Linked DNA regions of Hordeum vulgare: regions 2 and 3 are each linked to region 1. A link is a contact called in public Hi-C and HiChIP or PLAC-seq data. All regions are on one chromosome and are shown on one strand. The core of a region is the stretch at or near the end of the contact, and the rest is flanking DNA. Distances in the headings are between cores, read along the strand shown. Region 1 holds the start of LOC123411386 (probable inactive nicotinamidase At3g16190). Region 2 holds the start of LOC123408626. Region 3 holds the start of LOC123407746 (F-box protein At5g07610-like).

What was found. A called contact is a pair of places that touch in the nucleus more often than the background predicts. HiChIP or PLAC-seq counts read pairs in DNA pulled down with a chosen protein or histone mark.
Region 2: a contact with region 1 is called in a Hi-C map of leaf, with 2.9 times the contacts expected there. The contact joins the promoter of LOC123408626 here to the promoter of LOC123411386 in region 1. A contact is called at or near these places in 4 of 6 Hi-C or Micro-C datasets (leaf and seedling).
Region 3: an H3K4me3 HiChIP or PLAC-seq map of embryo shows a contact between it and region 1, with 5 times the contacts expected there. The contact joins the promoter of LOC123407746 here to the promoter of LOC123411386 in region 1. A contact is called at or near these places in 2 of 6 Hi-C or Micro-C datasets (both in leaf) and 1 of 1 datasets of contacts at active chromatin or transcription factors (embryo).

Annotation. Positions count from the first base shown.
Region 1 is chr7H:45,736,793-45,741,116 of MorexV3_pseudomolecules_assembly, forward strand. It overlaps LOC123411386 (probable inactive nicotinamidase At3g16190), which reads left to right and starts at 1,617. Exons shown (of 5, transcript XM_045104323.1): 1 at 1,617-1,942; 2 at 2,111-2,230; 3 at 3,290-3,521; 4 at 3,920-4,036. The coding sequence starts at 1,733.
Region 2 is chr7H:45,888,929-45,893,594 of MorexV3_pseudomolecules_assembly, forward strand. LOC123408626 reads left to right here and starts at 2,657. Exons shown (of 13, transcript XM_045101686.1): 1 at 2,657-2,936; 2 at 3,031-3,107; 3 at 3,204-3,284; 4 at 3,745-3,873; 5 at 3,974-4,060; 6 at 4,158-4,211; 7 at 4,627-4,666. The coding sequence starts at 2,672.
Region 3 is chr7H:45,910,312-45,914,683 of MorexV3_pseudomolecules_assembly, forward strand. LOC123407746 (F-box protein At5g07610-like) reads right to left here and starts at 1,778. Exons shown (of 2, transcript XM_045100948.1): 1 at 1,594-1,778; 2 at 34-1,490. The coding sequence starts at 1,464. The coding sequence ends at 298.

The DNA.
Region 1 (4,324 bases), core at 367-2,866:
TCTATTTTTCTACCACAAGCGCCTTGTTGCAAAGCTCGTTCCTGCAACAAGATCCCAGTTGGAAAACTTATTCTCTTTTTTTTGTGCAACAAGACTCTTGTTGCAAACATAATCCCTGCAACAAGATCTCAGTTGCAAAATTTGCAATATGTCCAACCTCTTCGTTGTATTCTTGCAAAAAGAACATTGTTGCAAAATTGACAACAACATCTCTGACCTCTTCTTCGTATTCATGCAACAAACCCCTTGTTGCAATTTTATTCAACAAAGCACATAACTTCACCGCGTCCCAGGTGCCATTGCAACAACGTCGTTGTTGCAGGAACTGTTGTTTTGCGCGGTACCAGCTTTTGCAGCTGACCTTGAGAAAGCGACAACCATGCCTGTCCACACCGGTGCTCCTCCAGGACGGTGACGACGGTGCTCCGACAGCGACATGCTTCGCAGAGGAAAGTGAGAAAGGAGAAGGGAGGAGAAGAGGAGGGGTGAGTGACGTAGCAACGACATATGGTTTAATGCACTGGAGGAGGTAGGAGAACAAGTTGGGGAAGAAGATGTAGATGTGGTATGTTCATTGGAGATAAGAAAAAAATGAAAGCAGTGGTGCACGCTCACGTGGGCACGTGACGTACAAAAAAAGACGGTGGACATTTAGCGCAGGATTTGTTAGTTGATCAGAAATTTTTTCCCATCTTCTATGTACTAAAACGTTTTAAATTTACCGGATGATAACGAAGAATCATAAGCCGCTCGCGCTGCTTGACACGTGCCCTCTGGGACCATCCACCACTTCCCCAAGATGACCTTATCTCTTCGCCCATTTTCTCCTCCACACGCTAATCCCTCCTTCCCATCTTTTCCTTCGTCCCCATTCTCCGCTGTCTGCTATGAGCCTGCGACCACCGCACCACCGCGCACCGCTGCTGCGATTTCTGGAGAAAAACAGCGACCACGGCCTCCTGCACATGTCGCAACAGCTGCTATTTTCTTTTGCGGCCGCACTGGAGCTCGGCCGGGGCTGCAATGGAGCTCGGCTGGAGTTGCCATGGAGCTTCGTCGGAGCCGTCGACACTGCATTGAAGCTCGGTCGGGGATGCAATGGAGCTCGGCCGGAGTTGTCATGGAGCTTCGTCGGAGCCGTCGACGTTGCGTTGGAGCTCCGTCAGGGCTTCAATGAAACTCGACCGGAGTTGCGATGGAGCTTCATCGAACCCGTCAGCGCTGCGTTGGAGCTTCGCCGAGGCTGCAATGAAGCTTGGCCAGAGCGTCGGTGTTGCGTTGAAGCTCCACCGGCGCTGCAAGGGAGCGTCGCCGGTGCCACGAAGCTGCAACCATGGGGAGCGTCTCATCGTGCGGCTGGTAGCATCTTATTGTACGGCTACCAAGGAAAATCAATCGGTTGATCCGTAGCACGCGCCATGAATAAATTGAAAAATTCTCTCTCTAAAAAAGGGAATGGCCAAAGCCAATATTCCTTGCCAAGCAAAGCATCTCCCACAATCCAAACAGATGCGTCTGGTGGTACTGTCAGCGTCCAACTCCAACCTCCGTTCAACCTCCCCCGGTGCGCCCACACCCACTCTCCGACCAAACCCTCTCCCTCTCTCCCATCCCACGCGTCGTCCGAATTCCTCTCCACAAAAATCATTCAAACAGTGCTTCCCCATGGATTAATAAAAAAGAAGGAAGAAGATTCTTACCGCGGTTTTTTCTTCTTTCGCGGGCGCGATTTATGCCCTCGCATCTGGCGTTGCTGTCGTGCCTGCTGGTGCTGGTCCTCTCCCTCGACAAGTTCCTCCTCCACTACCTCAAGAGGCGCTGGCTCTCCGGCGGCGGCGGCAGCATAATCCCCCGGATCCCGACCAGCCCCTTCAGGCCGCACCGACCCATGGCGGCCGCCGGCAAGTGGAGCGAGACGGCCATGCTCGTCATCGACATGCAGGTGCGTGCGGGCCCTCCGTTCCTCTCTCGATCCGGGCCGTTCCCCTTCCCCCCCCCCCCCCCCCCCCCCTTCATTTCATTTCCTTTGTTGTGAGGAAAGAATCCAGCTTTTGTTCGGGATTCCTTGTTCGGTGGGTCGCCTGACCTGCCTGCTTGTGGGTTGTCGCAGAAGGATTTCGTGGACCCGGCGATGGGCAGCCCGGTGCTGGTCGCCGGCGGCGAGGCCGTCGTCCCCGCCGTCGCTGAGGCCGTCGCCGTGGCGCGGGAGCGCGGCATCTTCGTCGTCTGGGTAATTACCGCTCCTCTTTTCTAGTGCCGCTTTGCCTATTCTCTGATTTCTTTCTATGCAATACGGGCCTCTAATTTCTTGGGAGCGATCCATTCTAATACGTGTTCTGTGTAATCTCTTACCGGCGTGGCGCTACGGTTCCTGTTTTGCTGGTTAAGTTCGATTAGCCTTGCAATCCCCCTTGTGTTCTAATAATGTAGAAGTCCTACTATTTTCCTTGTCAAGTTCAACAACTGTCTGCTGCAGGATGAGACCTTCGCTCTTCCCAGAATCCACTCACTTGTTTTTTTATTTTTGATGAATGTCCTGCTTTGCACAAGTTACTAGCCGTATTTCTTCTTCAACGTTTTTTAATCATAAAAGTGATTGTTCTTGTTTAATCATTAAATTGCTGACAGATGGTGAGGTATTTGGCTTTGGCCTCTACCCTGATTCGGTTACAAGTTCGAACAATTCCCTTTCTGTTTTACTGTTTCATGTAGGGCACCAAATGACATGATAACATTCCACATTTCGCCATGTATCACGAACGTGACACAATAGTCGTATTATTCTCTCTAATCAAAGTTTCCAATCAGGGCATTTGAGGGTCGCTGAATTAAGTGGTTTGTTGACTTGTTGGTATGCCTTATTTGTTTCTTTCTAGATAAAGTAGAAAGTTGAGTGTTGTCAGATGTTTGTAATGGTTTGGTGTTATTTTAAAATCTGATGCAAAATGAATACTCCAGCTAGCATGGTCTCAATTCTGGTATTATGCAGCGCACACATTGTCAATTTTGGAATAACCTCTTTTGCTTCATTGTGGTGTGTGTGCAAGGTATTCATCAGTTTCCTATTGGTTGTACTGAAGCACATTCCGTTCTAAATTCTGCTAAACATGCTTTGTGATACTAATTTGATCATGAATATTGCAATCTGCAAGCTTAGCCTCTGTTTGTGTAATCACACTTTCCCCTATTTTCTTCACCAACTAGCGTGGTTTCTAGTAATTTGGATGTCTAGGCACTGTCACCATTCTTAGAGTCTGGGTATTGATTGACAATGAACTTTACTATGTAGGTTGTCAGAGAGCATGACCCTTCTGGAAGAGATGTTGAACTTTTTCGCAGACACTTGTACTCTGGAGGAAAGGGTCCAACAGTGAAAGGTTTGAAAGGTGCAGAGCTGGCTGATGGGCTTTTTATCAAAGAAGGCGACTACAAGTTAGTGAAGACAAGATTTAGTGCTTTCTTTGCGACACACCTTGATTCCGTTCTTAAGACACAAGGAATAAAGAACTTGGTAATTGTTGGTAAGCACTGATACACACTCACTTAGTAAAAGTTTTTTTTTGTTACAATGGTAATTGGTTGCTTTAAGGTCGGTTTCTTTTCTTTAACTGTATCATTACTTTCTTCTGATTCCTGTTGCAGTTTATACCCTGTCTCATGTTTTCAAAATGCATATGGTGGCAATAACTCTGCCCTTACAAGCGTGAATCCCATAAAGGGAAATTTTGTATAATGCAGCAATATTTTTAAAATTTGTGAGGAACAAAGATCGCTTCCATTGTTTATGATGTAGAGTTCAGCACAACATGTAGGAAAAACCTTGTTTAGAACAAATATCGCTTCCTTTGTTTTCGCTTGATTGTCCAACATCACATCGGCAGCCACATTTACTGTTGTATATATATGTGATGATTTTCAGGTGTCCAAACTCCAAATTGCATCCGGCAGACTGTCTACGATGCTGTGGAATTGGACTATGAGAAAGTTATGGTCCTTATTGATGCAACAGCTGCTGCTAGGCCAGATATCCATTTGGGTGAGCACTCTTCTTTCGCGCTAGCCCTTCTATTTTACTCTCCACGTCAAATACGTATGAAGCTGGCTCTGGGTGATTCCTTATGCATATGTTTAAACTAATGTTGACATGATAATTGATATTAAACAGGAAAAGCTTGAAAGTTAATTTCCGTGTTAATAAAATTCACCTTTTATGACCCTTTGTTTCCTCTCATGGGCATGCACTAAGAGGTACACTCAGTTGAAGGTATAATCTGTATCGCAGCTTTGTGAAATTGGTTTTCCTACTGCATAGGTACGCTTTGTT
Region 2 (4,666 bases), core at 1,407-3,906, 150 kb after region 1:
TGAGGTGGTGAGAAAGCGAGGCTTGTAGCATGAGGGTTCATGCAGAGACCCGACATCAAATTATGATGTAACATATCCTCTTGGTATGAGTGGAATTAAGTTTCGATAATAAATATCATTTGCAGTAATATTATCCATGCAGTTAATGGATGCAGTAACTACATACTCATATGAGTTACTCGTTTCAAAAATTTATAACGAAGTCCCTGAAGGACTTACAATTTCAAATCCAAAATAAATCCCAACATATTTTTGTAAAATTTTAGAAGTCACTCTATGGCTCAAAATAGTCGGAAATCATATGGTACTACCGACTAAATGATTTTCTTCTTCCGAAGGATTAATCAAAGAATGATGATTCTTTTCTGCGCACTTTGTCCTCACTCATGCGCACCCGGGATCAACTTTCCGGTCGGTCACCCATGCTAGAACTACTCCAAGTCGAGCACGCTTAACCTCGGAGTTCTGTTCGAATGGGCTCCCGGAAAAGAAGGAATTCCTTATTGATATGAGTAGTCTATCATCCCTAATAAGCGAGGCTATCACATACACCACCACTCAGAGGAACCAACGTCCTCGTCGGGCCACAGGAGTGTTCCCTCTTGGCACAAACGACTGTGCATCCAACCCAGTACATGTACCATGATGTGTGCCACGACGGGTCACAAACGTCATGAGCAACATGACTGCACACCTGTCCGCAAACATCCGTGTAACCGCGAGGGTCGGCTCTGATACCAACTTATAACGTTCCAGACACACCTGTCGACGGTCGAATGGGCTCCCGGAAAAGAAGGAATTCCTTATTGATATGAGTAGTCTATCATCCCTAATAAGCCAAGCTATCACATAAACATACACAAAATCATCTCAAGACAGAAAATTTGGATTCAACCAAATTTAGCTTAAGCTTACAACTTGAGCATTCTCTCAAGAATACATATTAGTCTACATATATTCAAAACATATACGAGAAGTTTAGTGTGGATATATCATAACAACGAAAGACATGTATGGTCATACTACCTTTGATAAGGTACACACCTAGGGTTGATAATGAAGTGACATAAAGACCTGAAGTTCTATATCTCACTAATGTCAAAGCACTCATATGGTTGCAAGCTATGTCAGGCCTGACACCATATTTGCTATGTTTGTTTAGAGTGCACCCCCAACAGAAGGTACATGCTTGATATATGGAATATCGTCTTATATCTTAAGCTCACAATAAATCTTGGACAATCCCTTTAGGAAATAAAAGACATGACTATTATATGATGTAATTATATTGGCTCTTTATTTGATCTCAGCAATGCCATATCAACGACTGAATTCACTAGAAAGTCTTCTCTGAGAGTCATCTAAATAGACTTTAACTACTATTTCCACTTATCATTTTGACATAATTGATTTATCTAAAAGCATTGCAAAATATGCATGGCTTGGCAGAATGATTAACCACACTCAAAATCATGTGGTTGAGATTCATGAGAATCACATAACTTGATTTATCAAGATACTTCCACTTGTGTTACTCAATACCTATAGAAATATGAAGACCAATATCATAAATCACATTGCTCAGAAATTACTTATCCTCACGGTTATAGAAAAGTGAGGAAATAATTTGCAAACAAAATACTGTGATAATCCAACATATTATACACAATCTCATGTCCATGTCAATGGAATTGCTATGAGACATCCTCCATATTTGCAAAGTTCAGGGGGAGTAATCTCCCGAACTATAACCTATTAACAATCATCAGATTGCATATATTGTACTCTTTTTTCCTTGATGAGTTTTTTTCCTAATGGTGTCTTATAAAAAGATTTTTAACGAGACAATATAAACACAAGTGTCTATATATGCCATATTATTTTCTCCTTATATTTTCGCACTGGGTTTTGAAGGAGTCTTGAATGGCATATGAGATCGCATTCTTTTCCCTTATGAGTTTTCTCTCAAAGTTTCTCATAATGATTTTTTTAATGAGGAAATATCTGCTCAAAGATCATATGTCATACTTTCTATTTTTCCTATCAGAGTTTTTAAAGGAAGTACTCAAGGTATATTTATTGTTCTCTAAACTCGAAAATAAGTTTTTTTCAATGAGTTATCACGAAACAATAATCATTATATGTTGTATCGTTTTTTTCTTGTTTTTTTCACAGGGTTTAAAAGAGTTTTAGCAACATATCTACACTATTCTCCTCATATTTCTCCCACAGGGTTTTTAGAGGAGACTTTAAAGATTATACAATGATTTCTCAAGATGGAATGATGAACATCCTCAAGGACGAAGTTATTTATAAAGAAGTTCTTATCAAGAAGATGACTATTTACAAGATGAAGAATTGATTAGAAGGAGTGTTAGGAATAATTAATATGTATTAATTATTTAATTATTAATCAATACTCCTACCATGTCGGTTGTTCTTTTGTCAACCCTTTTTGTAAACCGTCATGTACTCGGTATAAATATCCCCAATTTCCATCCATGAGATATCACTGTTCATTCCAACTATTCGCTCCTCTCTCTCTCGTTGACTTTGAACAGGGAGCACGAGCATCCTCCCCACGCTGCGCCGGCGACCGGCTAGCTGGCGAAACACGTGGACGCCACGCCCCCTCGCGCCTTATCGGCCGTCGATGCTGCTGAGGCGGTCCATGGCGCTGGCGCTGGCCCTCGCCGCGGCTGCCATGTGGGCCCCGCCTCGCCTCGGCCACGCGACGGGCGGCCACTCGAAGAGACGCCTCGTGGGGGTGGCGGTGGGGCCCGGCTGCCACTCCTCCAGTTCCACTTCCAGGTCCACCACGCCCGGTTCCATGGCGGACCGCACCGAGGCCACCGGAGCCCCAATGGCCGCCGCCGCCGGAGACCTCAGGTCGGAGTTCCGCGAGGTGCTGCTCAGCCGCCGCCGCGAACGCCAAGGTCAGCCGGCCCCCTCCCCCTCCCTCCCTCTCCCTCTCTCCCGCGCGCCCGCCCGTGGGTCTGCAGCCTACTAATAAGTTGATCAATGCCCCAGTGCCTCTGACCGTGGAGCAAGGGAGCCCGGTGAAGGAGCCGCTGTACCAAGGCAACGGGCCTCTGGGGCTGAGAGAGGTCAGTGCCCTCCGTCGATCTGAGCAAAACACATTCCAGCTTCCAGATCGACGCGACTGGGTCGACTCGACCGTGTCTGAATCCCTTTTTTTCCAGGCCATGGAGTCGTGCCCGAGGAAGGAGGTGGACAACTTCGAGGAGAAGCTCGTCGAAGAGAATTTCTACCTGATGACCGAGGTACCCTTTGTTTGGCCCATACCTCAGTTCTACGATCAATCGATCGATCGATTCGTCGCAGGTGCCAAGTGGAGTGGGTACAGACAGTGCAGCACATTGCTTGTTTCTGAATATTGCGCCTGCACACCGCCTGCCCACGTATCTGCAAGTTTAACTTGAGATCAATGAAAGCCAGCTGCATTTGAGCTACCCCAAAGATACTTGAGATCAATGCCAGTGCTCGTCGTAGACAGGCTGACATTGCAATGCATGTGCTTCGCTTAGTACATTGCCGCCATGTTTCCACTCGGACCCTCTGTCTGAATCACCCACTTTTGGAGAGCCTGATAGTTGGTGTATTAAATGTGGTTCTGAGATCCAGCTCCAGTCAAGTCTACAGTGAACGGGCACTGGCTTGGCTTTATTGTGCCTCTTGTTCCCTGAACAGAAGAATTTCTCATCACTTTTCTCCCCCCAACAGTCAGGTGAACAGGGACGCCTGCCTGTACTTCTACTGAAACTCAATGACACTGCTCCTGAAAGGAAGCCAGTCGTTGTAATACTGCACAGCTCGTACAAATGCAAGGAATGGTTGCGTCCACTGCTTGAGGTGAAATTCCTTCTCTTTCAACCATACCAGCATGCCCGTATGCAGTATACATCAATGTTTAGCACCAGTTAGTGTTCTTAACTTGCTTGCACATTTGCAGGCATATGCCTCCAGGGGTTATATTGCTGTCGCCATCGATTCTCGTTATCATGGTGAAAGGGCCAGCAGCAAGACTACTTACATAGACGTAATCTACTTACTTTGTGCGCTACTGATTTCATGAAGTTTTCTATCCATAGATTTCAGTTGAACTGACCATCCCTACTTTCGTGGTTCAAACACAGGCACTGAAATCATCTTGGAAGAATGGGGACACTATGCCTTTTATTTTTGACACGGTACTGTATGGTATTTCCACCTGTTACAGTTAATCTTTTGATTGTTCTTAAGTTCTCTTAACAGTGTTGTTCAATTTTCCCATCAAAACATTTTTTGTAATAAATGGATGGTTCTGTACCAATAAATGTCAAACCGGATATGTATGGCACATGCCTTTAGTTGGGCTGGCCCAGTGCCATGCTTGGTGGTCTACTCTTTAACTAACCTGATGGGTAAGCCACTGTTGTTGGTGTTAGTCCAGCTGTACTGATGCCATAACTAGACTAGTTGGGTCAGCACTTCAGTTGAATTCTGGATTTATTCTCTTGGTCTGGTTCTCTCCCTATGATTGTCTTCTACTGTATGACCTAGTACATCATACATCAAAACATGTTAGGCCTGCTTTCTGTGATACTCAGTGAGGAACATGTGCAGGTGTGGGACTTGATAAAGCTTGGGGATCATCTTAGTACAA
Region 3 (4,372 bases), core at 528-3,027, 170 kb after region 1:
ACCATGGTACAAATAAATGATAGGCCCATAAAGTTAAATAGGTAAAGCTGTTGCGTGTTTGCTGATAGCAACCATAAACATATATGTTTACATAAGATAAGCAGGTAGCATTACTAAGTTATCTGGAATAGATAGACCCATAAAGTGAGGTTACAACGCAGAGCACACTCGACAACAAAAGAGGAGTAACAGAACATCAGAAAGATGTAACCGGATAGCTGCTGATAATACTAGGGTCCTATGATTGAACGCTACCTGAAAGGCCGACAATGGAACAGCGATATGGAAGCCAGACTATCAGTTCCAATCTGCCAATTCCTTCGAGTACAAGGTTACATAAGGAAGATAGGGCTCCACGGAATCAGGTCCAAGATCGGTGATGAACTGCACTTTCCCACTATCCATTTCATAAGACATGAGTACTTTGTCATGCTCATAAACCAAGAAAATCGTGTTTTGTTGTGGGTGGAGGGCGACAATATGGTACTGGTCTCTCACCTGGACATCCTTCACTCCAAATAGATTCAAACACCTGACACTGTGCTTCAAGACCCACACTTGACTGCCGAAGCGTTCATCACCGTAGTCTTCTTCATTGTAGTCTTCTTCACTGTCGTAGTCTTCGAGAACCCAGATTGATAGTTTGTACTCACGGTGCGGATCACATCTTGCCAGATATAAACGCCCTTGAGACAGATCAATGAACCCGACATCAACACCGGGGCCAGGGCGTGGTGTAGGAATAACCTTCCAAGTAGTTCCCTCCACATCCACTGCCACCACCACAGACTCGACGGCGAGCAAATGCAGCAAACCATTGAAAAAAACACTTTTGGATTCATGGACTATACTTGTTGGGAAGATCCAACTGCGGCATTCATTGTGACTCCAGGCCCCAGTTTTGGACGAGTAGATCTCTACCCCTTTGACGTATCCATCCTCCACGAAACGGAACACATGGAAGTGCGAGGAAACAGCCGGGTCGAACCCCAAGCGAGCTGTCTGCATCTTGGTGAAGAAGCCGGGCAGGGCGACCCATTTCTCCGTGGCAGGATTGCACACCACGTAATCAAATGCCTCCGAACCAAAGGCCTGGAAGCGGCGGCAGAGGAGCAGGCCGTTGCAGCTGTCGAGAAGGTGGAATTGCTCGCAGTCAGGCAGGAAGGGGAGTGAAGGGCGGACAGGAGGGCGGGTTCCCACAGAGACACCCGTGAAATTGTGAGCAGATACAGGCCGCCCAAACCAGCCAGCCTTGTCGACGTCGCTCGAGTAGAGGAAGCCGGCGAGGTCATGGAGATGGTACTGCGGCAGCGCCTTGCGGTGGTCGGGGTGGGAGATGATGCCGCGCCACCGCTTGGAGACGCACTTGAAGCGGCACAGCGACTTGTACGGCACGCGCGACAGGATCTCGACGAGGAGGTCTTCGGTGAGCTTGTCCGCTGGATTCAGCCGCCCGTCTGCCATCGCCGCGGGGAGAGGAGGCGGTCAACCTGCGAACGGGGGCGGAGGAGGAGAGATTGCAGATCCATCGACATCGGTGAGGGCAGCACGAAGGAAGGGAGAGAGGATCTACGAAGAACGTGGCGTACGTACCGGCCGAGAAGAGAGTGGCGGCGAGGGAGCCCGTCCGAGGTGCTCCCGTCCCCGTCGGCGAGGATCTGGCGGCGCGGCGGCGAGGGTCTGGCTGCGGTGTGGAGTGGAAATGGATGACAGGCCGAGTGAATGGGGGAAGAGGAGTGTTGCTGTGTTGGGCTTTTGTGTTGCTGTGTTGGGCTTATGTCTTTCTTTCAGCCTGCGCTTCAGCCGTTCTACGGTCTTGGCTCCTATTTAATGCGTAGGTCGCTGAAATCACTCACTAAGATCACTCCAACAGCCGCGCAAAAAGGCGCGCGCTAAAAAACGGCAGTTTACCGCGTGCGGGACTGAAATGCGCGCTCCAGCGGCGGTGGGAAAACCGTGCGCGCGGGAACCGCTAGCGCGCGCGAAAAGGCGGCAGCCCGAGCGCCCATAAAAGGCAGCGCGCTGCCCTGCCTCTCGCGCCGCGTTCTCTCTTCCTCTGTCACTCGCGCCGCCGCCGCGTTCTCCCTGCCTCTCGCGCCGCGCTCTCTCTCCCTCTCGCGCCGCCGCCGCCGACGACGAGCCACCATGCCGCCGCGCCGCCGGTCTGCGTCGGGCTACCGCGGCGTTCGCGAGCGCCCCAACAGCGGGTTCTACGTCGAGATACGCTCCGGCGATCTACGGCTGAGCCTCGGCACCTACGACACGGCGCACGAGGCCGCCCGCGCGTTCGACGCGGCGGCGTGGCGCCTAGGCAGGCCGCGACTGCAGATGAATTTCCCCGACGTCCGCACGCTCCAGCAGGCATTAGACCTGGCCCCGCCACCTCGTCTAAACTCCGCACAAGACCGTGCGGAGCACACTGCGCTGCAGCGCCGCCTCCTCGTCGCCCAGGAGGACGAGCGGGTCATGGTGGAGTGGCGCCGGCGCCACCCGGAAGACGTCGCCTACGAGCAGGAGTACTGGAAACGGCGCCGCGAGGAGGACACGCGCCGGCGCCGCGAGGAGCGGTTGGATAGACGTCGTCGGAAGGCTTTGGCGTGTGCGCAGGCCGACCTCGTCAATGCAGGCGGGAGGTCCTTCTTCACTGAAGAAGATGAACGTTGGTTTGACATTTGGCTGTCAACCTCCGACGACACCGACGATGATGGTGGTGCAGATGACTGGAGCGACTAGGATTAGTATTTTCTTTATCGAACTATCTATCTATGTTTTCGAACTACCTATCTAGTTGCTATCTATGTAAAATAACTTTGTATCTTTTTTATTTAAATGCAATCTATTTATTAGAAAAAATTATGCGCGCTGCATTTTTGGGCACTGCTGGAGCCAGCGCGCGCGCTGCATTATAGCGCGGCTGTTGGAGCCAGCGCTGCGCGACGCGCAAAACCAGGCGACCAGCGCGCGGCAAACTCGTTTTTTAGGCGCGGCGCGAAGCGCGCCTGTTGGAGATGCTGTAAAAATCACTCCTCGTCTTAGCAAGAGTGACGCGCTTGTCATATTTTTTATTTTAAATAGATTCATTTATTGAAAGCGTTTGCTGTTGGTTTTCCCTCTCGTTAAGGCTATGGTTCTCGAGGCGCTTCTCGCCGCCGTCGAGTTTTGACCTTCCCCGCCCGAGTACTTTTACGTGGAGTCTTCCCCCCGTTCCCCTGGATGCCGCACGCGCTGCGGGGGGGCACGTGAGAGCAAGGAGCCTAGGTTCCCTCATAACAACCCAATCTAATCTTTGGGTTAGTGATCTACATGGCTTAAGAATCGGCGTCGAGTTCGACTGGGATGAGCGACGTCGAGAAGATGATGCAAGAGCTGGGCCTCAACGAGGAAGACCTTGACGATGTGGTCTTCGATGAAAAAGAGGCTCCGTCGGAGGCAGCCCGGTGAATCGCTCTGGCTAGGGTTAACTCTATTAAAACCTATAGTCAGTACTGGATTTTCCGCAACATGAGATCAGCTTGAGACTTAGCGCAGGAGGTGAAGTTCAAACCTCTAGAGGACAATCTTTACACCATCCAATTCTCTTGCCTTGGGGATTGGGAGAGGGTCATGCAAGAGGTGTCGTGGCACTCACCGGGCGATGATGACGAGTTGATGGATATACTTCTCGCCCCTTGTTAGTTACCCCAAGTGGAAGGTGGAGATGTAGTCAGCAGCAGATTTCCCTTACACGGGGACTATAAGGTTTATCGAACCGGGAGAACTCCGGGATCAACAAGTAGGTGTCCGCTGCTCTGGCGCTAGCAGAAGACGTGGACCTGCACCCACAACAAATAACTTTGCTCCTTATACGTTTCCGTCGTATCTACTTTTCCGAACTCTTTTGCCCTTGTTTTGGACTCTAATTTGCATGATTTGAATGGAGCTAACCCGGACTGACGTTGTTTTCAGCATAATTGCCATGGTGTTGTTTTTCTGCAGAAATGAAAGTTCTCGGAACGTCCTGAAAATTTACGGAGATTTTTTCTGGAATAAAAGAAAAATACCGGCGCAAAGATCCACGTGAGGGGGCGTGCCAGTGGGCCGCAAGCCCCTGGGCCGCGGCCACCCCCTAGGCCGCGCCATGCAGGCTTGTGGGGCCCACGTGGCACCCCCCCCCCCCAATCTCAACTCTATATCTTTTGTTTCGCCTGGAAAAAAATCAGAGAGAAGGTTTCATCGCGTTTTGCGATACGGAGGCGCCGCCACATCATGTCTTCATCTGGAGGGCAGATCTGGAGTCCGTTTCGGGCTCCGGAGAGGGGAAATCGTCGCCATCGTCATCATCAACCTTTTTCCATCGACAATTCCATGATGCTCTTCATCGTTCGTGAGTAAT